Regions from separate parts of the Mus musculus genome. Here region 1 is linked to region 2. A link is a contact called in public HiChIP or PLAC-seq data. All regions are on one chromosome and are shown on one strand. Each heading gives the region's core, a stretch centred on a gene start, on an enhancer-like site or on the middle of the called end of the contact. The rest is flanking DNA. Distances are from core to core; before and after follow the strand shown.

What was found. HiChIP or PLAC-seq counts read pairs in DNA pulled down with a chosen protein or histone mark.
Region 1: an H3K4me3 HiChIP or PLAC-seq map of embryonic forebrain shows a contact between it and region 2, with 5 times the contacts expected there. The contact joins the promoter of Pgls here to the promoter of Lzts1 in region 2. A contact is called at or near these places in 1 of 39 promoter capture datasets (liver) and 1 of 115 datasets of contacts at active chromatin or transcription factors (embryonic forebrain).

Annotation. Positions count from the first base shown.
Region 1 is chr8:71,590,910-71,595,933 of GRCm38.p6, forward strand. It overlaps Pgls (6-phosphogluconolactonase), which reads left to right and starts at 1,275. Exons shown (of 5, transcript NM_025396.3): 1 at 1,275-1,595; 2 at 3,175-3,282; 3 at 3,760-3,861; 4 at 4,152-4,292. The coding sequence starts at 1,308.
Region 2 is chr8:69,180,767-69,185,698 of GRCm38.p6, forward strand. Lzts1 (leucine zipper, putative tumor suppressor 1) reads right to left here and starts at 3,432. Exons shown (of 4, transcript NM_001370971.1): 1 at 3,208-3,432.

The DNA of each region.
Region 1 (5,024 bases), core at 25-2,524, 2.4 Mb after region 2:
AGGCACATGCCTTTAATCCCAGCACTTGGGAAGGAGAGGCAGGCAGGTCTCTGTGAGTTGGAGGACAGCCTGGTCCACAGAGTTCCAGGACAGTCAGGGCAGCAGCAGCAGCAGCAGCATGTCTTGAATAACAACAAAGTTCTTGCAGTGTTTCACACTGTATAACTTGCCACTTGCAGCCTCACATGGGCACTCAGAAAGGCTGTAGGTTTAGGATTGGGGTCCAGCCAATGGTCTAGCCTGGGCTTAGCATGCAGAAGGCCCTGGGTTCAGTACCGACACAGTGACTGACTGCTTGGATTTTGGAGCTCTCTCGAGTTCAGGAGGGTGCAGTGGCTCAGGGGTTAAGATCACCGGTTCGGCTTTTTACCCTCCTTCCACACAGAGGACCACAACCATCTAACAGTTCCAGGGCATCCCATGCCCTCTCCTGGCCTCTGCATGCACTTGGTTCAAAGATATACATGCGGGAGAAAATTAAGAGAGAGGAACCAGAGGGGGTTTAATTGGGTCTTTGTGGTGGAAACAGCTGTCACCTTCTGACTGATCTACTTGGGTCAAGGCTCTTAACAGTCCTAAAGGTTCTGTATTTTCCTAAAATAGCACGGGCGACTGGGAGCCACCGGCTCAAGCACAAGAACCGGGGCAGTTTCACATTCAAATGCAGATGTTCAACTGTCGTGTGGCGGTTGTCTTGAGGAATCCTCTTTCTGCCGCAGACAGCTGTGAGCAGAAGACCTTACAAACTGCCGCATCCGCTGGAGTAACAGAGAAGGGGCGACTGGCCGAGATAGGCGAATGTGGGGAGAGCCGTGCAGGCATGGGGACGTCACAGCCTCTAACTCCCGGCTAGCCTCCTGTCCTTGCCACCTGAGAGCTTACTGACCTTATCACGCTGCAGCTGGCGCACTCTGTGCTTCCGACCGCACCCTGAAAAACGCTCAAGAGTGCTGTGGCACTCCGGTCACCCCAGCACTCCAATCAAGAACGATCAGGAGCGTGAGGCCAGTCGGAGCTACTAGACTCCAGCTTAAAAACTAAATAAAATGCGAGAAACCGGGCCAGCAAGGCGTGTCTCGCCCAGGGAAGCGCCGGGGACTGCCCGCCCACTACCCACCTCAAAGCCCTGCGGAGCACTGCGGTTTCGGGAACCACCCGCTAGCCCGGCCCCGGCGACGCTTCTTTTGTGCAACTGCACATGCGCCACGACCTTGGCTCAAAGTGCTCGGACCCATGGCAGCGCGGCCGTCGCGCAGGCGCACTGGCGTACTGGCCTCTGCCGGGAGCGCCGCCGCCTCCCCACCGCCATGGCAGCACCCGCGCCCAGTCTCATCTCGGTCTTCTCCAGCCCGCAAGAGCTGGGCGCGTCGCTGGCGCAGCTGGTGGCGCAGCGGGCCGCGAGCTGCCTGGAAGGGGACCGTGGCCGCTTCGCGCTTGGTCTGTCAGGCGGCAGCCTGGTCTCCATGCTAGCCCGAGACCTGCCCGCCGCCGCCGCTCCCGCTGGACCAGCCAGCTTTGCGCGCTGGACGCTCGGCTTCTGCGACGAGCGCCTCGTGCCCTTCGACCACGCCGAGAGCACGTACGGCCTCTACCGGGTGAGCGCTGCGGGGGCGCGCACCGTACGGGCTACGGGGGCCGCCGTGGGCCACGCCGAGCTGGCTCAGCCTACCGTGGAAACTCAAGATACAAGGGCCGCCGTGGGCCACGCGGAGTCGGCTCAGTCCGCCGAGGAAGCGCGGGCCACGCCGAACTGGCTCAGCCTGCCTAGGAAACGCAAGGATCTGCTTCAACGCCTACCCGCGGGCTCCGGGCCCCACGGGGTCTTGCTGGATGCGCAGTGATGTCCATCCAAGTGCAGCCTGACGGGCCTCCGTCCCCCGTATCTTCCTAAGGGCCGTACCTTGGCTGTGGGGCCTCGTGGGTCATGGCTGTTTGTGCACTCAGCCTGCCTCTAGTGTCCAGGGTGTGTTGGGTCTCAGTTTTCTTTAACAAGAGCCGTTGGCCATCGCCTCCCAGCAGCCTGGGGTATGATGGCCACAAGGCGCCCTATAGGTTACAGAGGTCCCTGCGTCACACACAGGGAAACTGAGGCATGGAGGATTGAGCTCTGAGCACACTTGGATGACTGCCACCACCTCCTAGGGGAAGCTGGTCCAGTGTCATGGGTCTGAAGCAGGGGAGGAAGGGCCATTACACTTACTTACAGGTGGGGAAACAGAAGATTCATGTCGCCTTGACCCTCATCTAGGGACCTGAAACTGCACCACTTTGAACACGATGCCTGCCCAAGAACTTCACTGAACTGGCTGTGTGTACTAGCACAAGGCTCAGTTGGTAGGGTACTTGTAGCTCAGTTGATATTGTGCTTGCCTAGAATGCTTAAGGTCCAGGCTTCATTTCCAGTGTCATATAAACCAGGAATGATGGTGCACCCCTGTCTTCCCAGCAATGAGGAAGTAGAGGCTGGAGGATCGGGAGTTCAAGGTCATTCCCAGCTACCCAGTTCGAGGCTAGCCTGTGCAACGTGAGACTTATTTTGATGCAGCCCACTCAAGAAAAATAAAGCTAAGACCCCTAAGTAGGCCCCTCTGAGGTGACCTGGTTAACAGCTGGGTCTTTGAAGGAAGCAGGATTTCATCACCAGGAATCTGTTGACACTTTGAGCAGTAGGTGTCTTGCCCAATGGGCTGAGACAGGAGCCATGTAGAGTGGACTCAGCGGCCAGTTCTCCTTTGCCTTCCTGGCTCACCTTCCTATGGCCTTCAGTCTGGAGCCCTGTGCTCCTCTGTTCTCCAGGGTCCCCAGCGCCCTGAGCATTGTTGGTTAACAGAGTCCCCAGCACCCCCATCTCTAGGGCACAGCATCCTGGCATTCTGACATTTGCCCCCAGCCTCTCCCTGGCATTGCTCCACTGAGCTGGACTTACTCCAAGAGCCAGACATGGAGACACAGGCAGGGTGTCTAAGAGTAGATCACAGTCTTCTTCCTGGAGTTCACCTCTGTATAGTCAGGTGCCAGCTGTGTACTGGATGCAGCCAGGCTGAGTCCCTGATTGAGGGAGCCCGAGCCACTCCGAAGAGTCAGCCAGGCTGTGGAGAAGAACGCCGTGTGACTCAGGGTTCCTGGCTTTAGGCAAGTCATGTTACTCCTTGACTATCCCTTCCCCTTCTACAGACACACCTGCTCTCAAAGCTGCCCATCCCAGACAGCCAGGTCCTTACCATCAATCCTGCCCTACCTGTGGAGGATGCTGCAGAGGACTATGCCAGGAAACTGAGACAGGTGGGTCCCGGGACAGGTAGGAAAGCTGTAAAAGACTGCGGCAGAGATGACTGCTTAGGGACACAGACTGTCACCATGGTGGGGAGACTTGGGCTGGAGCCTTACATCTCAGGGACACTCATCTGCAGACCTGAGGTTCTTGTCCACTAAAATGGGAAACAAGCCCCCGGACTGGATCAGTCAGGTGTGGTAGTGCATCTGTGACCCCTAGCACTTAGGAGACTAAGGCAGGAGGCTTTTTGAGGCCTGCTTGGGCTGGAGGGTAATGCTTACCCTCAAAAAAAAAAAAAAAAAAATCCTACAGACCTCATACCATGTTGAAGCTGCCCTGTGCAGGAGTGGCCACTGTTGTGTAGGGAATGTGCTGAGCGGGCACATTCAGCAGAAGGTGGTCTAAGCTGAGATAGAACCAGATTTCAGCTTTTTTGTGTGTTACCTCTGAGCTCGCACACACTTGACCCACCATCCTTCTGTCAGGCCTTGCAAGGAGACGCTGTCCCTGTGTTTGACCTGCTGATCCTGGGAGTGGGCCCTGACGGCCATACCTGTTCGCTCTTCCCTGACCATCCCCTCCTACAGGTGAGCGTGGGGGGGGGGGCCTCCTGGCCCTGATACACCAGGCTGTGTCAGTCTTCTGGGTATCTGAGCATCCGTGCCCCTCAGTTCCGCCCTGCCGAGCGTCAGCTCCCATGATGATGGTGGTGCATGTCTGTCATCACAGCATTTGCTGTGAGGGTGAGGGCCACCTGGATACTGAGTACGGCCCTGTCTCAGAAACCCAAGAGAGCAACAGGAAAACCTGTTGGCATTGTAGACCTGGTGCTTGGAGGGGCGGTTCCATCCCAGTCCTCACTGGCTGCCTTCCCCAGGAGCGGGAGAAGATCGTGGCTCCCATCAGTGACTCCCCAAAGCCACCACCGCAGAGGGTGACCCTAACGCTTCCTGTGCTGAACGCAGCCCAAAGTATCATCTTTGTGGCCACGGGGGAAGGCAAGGCAGCTGTGCTGAAGGTAAGAAATGGACAGTGGAGGCCAGTCAGGGGACAGACATACTGCCAGTGTGTGAGAGGGCAGTCATCGACAAGGCCACAGTGTCCTGGGGTAGAGTCCCTGCACCCCCTCCCCCAAACTCCTTCACAAAGAATACCAAGGCTCCTTGGCCAATGGTCTGTCTCCAGGCTCAGTGAAGGACTGTATGAAGGGGATGAGGTAGAAGGTGAGAGAGCAGGACACTAGACACACACATTTAAAGAGAAAGAATAGAAGGGGAAAAGAAAAGGAAGAAGAAAAAGGTCAGGGTCAGAGAGAGAGATAGCTACCAACCGGTGAGTACCCGACTTCCATTCTCAACTAGTTGTATCTCCAGCCCCAGGGAATCCAGCACCCTCCTCTGGCCTCTGTGGGCACCAGGCATGCTCATGGTACAAATACATATAGGAGTAACACCCATACACATTAAATAGAAATAAATAAGTAAATAAATAAAAAAGAATTTGCAAAAAGTGAAGGGCGGGGATGGGGCAAGATGGCTTAGTGTGGTTATAGATGCTTGCCCCCAAGCTTGACAACCTGAGTCCAGTCCCCAGTACCTCCTGTTGTCTCCATACTGGGGAGGCAGAAAGGAGGAGTCCTTGGCTACATAGCATGTTCAAGGGCAGCCCGTGCTAGATGAGGCCCTGCCTCCTAATAAAAACAAAAACCAAATCCAATTCCACACCTCGAAGCTTTGGATCCCACGGTGTG
Region 2 (4,932 bases), core at 2,182-4,681:
CTTGCATGGAGCCCTGGGTTTGATCCCTAGTACTGAATTAATTAGGTATAGTGACACATGCCAATCATCTAAGTATTGGTAAAAGAAATTCAAAGTCATTCCTAGCTACATAACAAGTTTCAGGACAGCCTGAGCTACATGAGTCTCTGTCTCAGTTTTTAATGAAATAACAATGAAATTCAGGTTGTCAAGCATAAGAAATGTTCTCCCAAAGAAAAATTGAAATGCTCATGGGCTCCCGAGAGCATATGTGGTTATCACAATAGGAGACATCATTACCCACAATGCTAAGTGCATGTGAAGCATAAAGCAGGGCCACATTACCTCCCCAAACCCAACAGCAGTTCACATTCTCCAAAGAATCACCAGTGTCCAAAGTGTAGCACCAAGGAGATCCATTCAAAGGTGGCAAACTCAAAGTGCTGAGATGTAAATGGCCTGAAGAGTCCCCAGGCAGTTGGAATTTCCTTTTTTTTTTTTTTTTTTTTGCTAAATCCCTTACCATTCATTGTTCTGCAACTGCTTGCCTGAAGCTCTGAAGGCACAAACTCCAGACCCCAGGACTGAATTGGGTCTAGCACCTTCTCCTCCCATATTTGCTCTTGTGAGTTGACAAACACACAGAAAGAGTAGGTAGACACTATACTTTGAGCTGAGAACTCACTGTGGTTTTCCTCCCCAGAAACTCTGGAGTTCTTGGGGAAGCAATGAGTCACTGTGGTGGCAGCACCAAATGGTAGAAATATCTCAGAAGAAGAAATGGGATCTGGACCTAAGGGCAAGATGGTTGGGGGACTAACCTACAGAGGCAGATGCCTGTGGTTAAAACAATGCTGTGAGATTGGACGGCACTCTGTGGATAGTATTAAACTTTGTTACAATACTATTCATAAATGAACTGGACTGAAGTTGCTAAAAATAGATTATTTGCCATGACCTTATTTGGTATATTTCTTATTGTTGGGTTGTTTGTTATTGTTTTCTGCATTTGAGATTGTCTCAGGTAGCACAGGCTGATCCTGAACTTCCTATGTGGTCAAGACTGGCTTTGAATTTCTGATCCTCCTATCTCCACCACTTGGGCAAGGTTTGGTTATAATACTGTGCCACCATATGAAGGTTTATGTAGTGTTAGGGTCTCAAACACAGAACCCCTGAATTTCAAGGAAGCACTCGTTCAAGGAAACTAACCCCAGACTATGATATTCATTCCTGCTTCATTGTGGGTCCCAAAGCCTTGCGTTTTGTAGCATCCAATGAAAAGCTGTGGGGTGACTGTTAAACACGCCCAAAGGCATAAGAATACATTTTCAGGAACAGAGATCTACTTCTTCACCCATACATGCAGACATCTCGCTTCTTAACCCTGCATGGCAACTGAGCACTCTTCACACTCTCAGAGAACTGGCACACCCAGAGCACTCCCCAACAGCATACTTCTCCTACCTCAGCTCCTGCAACCATCAGAGGTAGATAGCCACACAAGGAAATCTCCTTCAGTCTCAAGAGTGCACAGACTGAATGGCTAAAGCAGGTTTGCCTTGCAGAGGGCGCCAAGACATAGGCTAGAAATAGGAAAGACAATCATCCTGAGCAAAAGCAAATGTCTGGTCCTTCCATGAACCCTCCAGGAAGGATGCTCTCATTCCCCCCCCCCCGCCATCTCCCCCTCCCCCCACACACAGACAGTTCTTCTCAACTCTAGCAGATGAGTGCTCTATACTCCCATCTCCACAGCTAAGACATGAAGTTTTGGATTTCATTAATGATGGACTTGGCTCTCATTGGTTATGGGATCTCAGGGAACACCCTTGCATTTTGGTGCCTCTGTTTCTTCACTGGCAGACACAGAGTAAATCACATCTCATACTAATGTGGTAGTTACGGTGTGAGGATAAAGGAGACAACAAATGAGATAACATCTATGATGCACTGAAAATGGTCAGAAGAAAGAGCTAGGTAAATACAAGGTGTGGGCCATTGCCTGATTAGGGTGCATTCTCTGCCCACAGACTCCTGCCCACATTCTGCTCTGTGCCAACCTTGAAGACTCTTACCCCTGTAAACTCTAACTTGGATATTCATGTGCATACACCTTTCAAACACCTCCATTTTCCTTCTGTCTGCCTGCAGAAAATTGTTTCTGAACTTGAAGGAAGCTCAGGTTACAAATCCTCAAAATCCCTTACCAGCAGCCCCCCCCCCCCCCCCGTCAGGATCTGGGTTCTGGGAGAAGTGCATGCGGGCAGCTCATCTCTCTGTGATGGGCTGAGACTAGATTGTGTTTCCAGGGAGGAGAGACCCTCTGGTGGAGAAGTCTCGATGACAGCTACCCAGAACCCAGAGCCTGCTCCTCAGCAATCCAAGGAGCATGCAGAAAACCTGAGGGCAGAAGGCATGGTTCTTGGATCCCTAAACATCTCTAGTGCTTGGGAAATTGAGGACTGACAACCCGTGGGTGAGCAGAATGCTCACATGTGCCACAGTTTAATCCCTTCCACTTGGAGCAGGGAAGGGAAACATCACCTGGTCCGTGGTGTTTGGGTTTCTATTGCTGAGTGAAGCCAGGGCAGATGAGAAGCAAAAACAGAGGGGATCTGATTCCCTGTGGTGAATGAGAAAAAGGAGTGAACTGAGGTGTGTCAGTGTGTGTCTATGTGTCTGTCTACCTGTGTATTCGTCCAAGCTCATTCCTATTCCTTCCAGACACATGTACCTCCAAAGTTCCAGCCAGCAAGGTAAAGTTCACTAGCCAGTCGCCAGCAGCTGGATCCTCTGTCTGGGGCCCCAGTCTCTGTGGCCTCACTTCCTCACCTCTCATTTCTTCATCTCTACATTCATGTCACCTAATGCACGTCTCCAAGATGAAATTCAGGTTTACGAGAATCCCCGGTCTGACAGACAAAGACATAAGGATTGACTGATGCACACCATTTCCTTCCGGCTGGGGTCAGATTAGAAATACAATCAGTGACAGGGAAGAAGACTCCCCCACACCTACCACTGCCCTTCACCCCGATAGTTACATGTAGAAACAAAGACACCTAGACAGACGCGGACACAGACAGACAAAGACCGACAGACGAGCGGACTCACTCCCGGGAGTGGTATGCTGTAGAAAGCGAAGTCTTCCCTGTGTCTGGGCCGTCCGCAGAGCTGTAGACCCTGCACGAAGGAGGAACAGGACCCTGGGTACCCGTACCTTACCTGTCTGTCCTCCTCCGCCTTGGGGATAGCTGCAAATGGCTGCAGATTTTGATTTTTCGGTGTATTTTGTGCAGTGCCCCTTTCTCTTTTTCTGGAGGGCTCCTAGAGCCGGCGGATCCCGCGTCGCTCAAGTCACACTCCCAGGAGCAGCAGAAAGACAGAGAAACTTTCGGACTGTGAGCTTGTCGGAGCCTCCCAGAGCCCGCCAGCTCGTCCGGGCGCTCTGGCCCTTGCGCTGGGTCCCTGGCCGCCGGCGGGGCGGGGTGGGGCGGGGCACGAGTGGGGCGGGGCCAGAGTCAACGACATTCATTGGCCCGCACTGCCTGCACCCTGTCCTGCTCTCTCCCCGGCCTTTGTTCCAGACTGACAGCTGGGGTTGCTCCGACCTCCTGGCTCCTCTGTGCCCAAAGCCCGCGCCGGTCAGGCTCGCAGTTTCTTAGCTCTCGTTTCATCACACTCGGGGGTTCCTGTCTGTTCAGCCTTTCTCTATCTTTCCTCATCTTCCACTGTCTCCTCGTTCTTGCTTTCTCTGTCTGCATTCTATTCGCCTTTGCATTTTCTTTACCCATTTTCTGCATTCCCTTCTTCTTTGCTACCTCTGCCTCTTACCGGTGATTTCTCCAGCCCAACTCCCAGCCACAACCCCAGCAAAAGGTTGAGTTTCTTGGTTTAAGGACCAAACTAACGGTCTAGAGGGGTTATGAGGGTATTGCTTCACCTTGCTGCGATTATAGACCAGAGAGCCCAGAGCCTCCTGACTTCAGTCCTCAAAAAGATCCAATTAAATTTTGACACTTCAGAAGCCTGAGTGATGCTAGCCAGTAATCCCAGGGACTTGAGAGAGGCTGAAACAGGAGAATTAAAAATTCAAGTCCTGCCTGGAGCACCGAAGTGTAACCTTGTTTCAAAATATAAAGTAGAAATATATAGGCAGGGCGGGCTGGATAATTAGCTCAGAGATAAAGGTTGTGGCCTTAATTTCGATCCCCAGCAGTAAAAGCATCAGCCATCCACCCACTTTTCACCACCTATCTGAGGGTACACTGAGGGTAAGATAGTGAAAAGCAGGCCAGTCTGAAGGCAGAGGCGCTGTCCAGAAATTGCCAGCTTTGCCCTGAAAGGGGCAGGTTAAGGGAAGGAGAGTAGGGATCACTAATAGCATGACTGAATCAGAGTCTTTCTGACACTCTCCTGCCCCAAACCTCTGCTGCTCCCTCCTGCTTTTGACCCTAGATTAATTTAAAGCTTTATTTAATTATGTAATTCTAGCTTCCTGAACACTAAAGAGGGAAAATAAATAGCCAGCCAGCCTGTAATCCCAGCACCTGGGAGACCTGGGAGACTGAGACAGGAGAGTTTATGCCAGACGTCTCTCTATCTATACGTTCCCCAGTTCCAGTTCCGAGTTCCATCCTTACTCCCACCTCTAACCACCACAGGCAGAATGATGCCTCTTTTGATGGAAGCCTTTTCTTCTTTCTGTGCCCCACTCATTGACTTGGTATAAGCATGTCTTCTCAGAGGTGTCTCAGGAATTTTGGTGAATAGGGAGGATACAGAACAATTGTTCTGGCTCTTGAAGGTAACAGTGGACTCCAAAGAGAGACTAAGGACGGTGGATTACAGATCTTTGTCAACTCAACTTTGTCCTTGGTCAAACTCAATTTTGTCACGATTGTGATATTCCAGAGAACTGGACAAAGGAGCCTATAGCTTTCTGGTTCT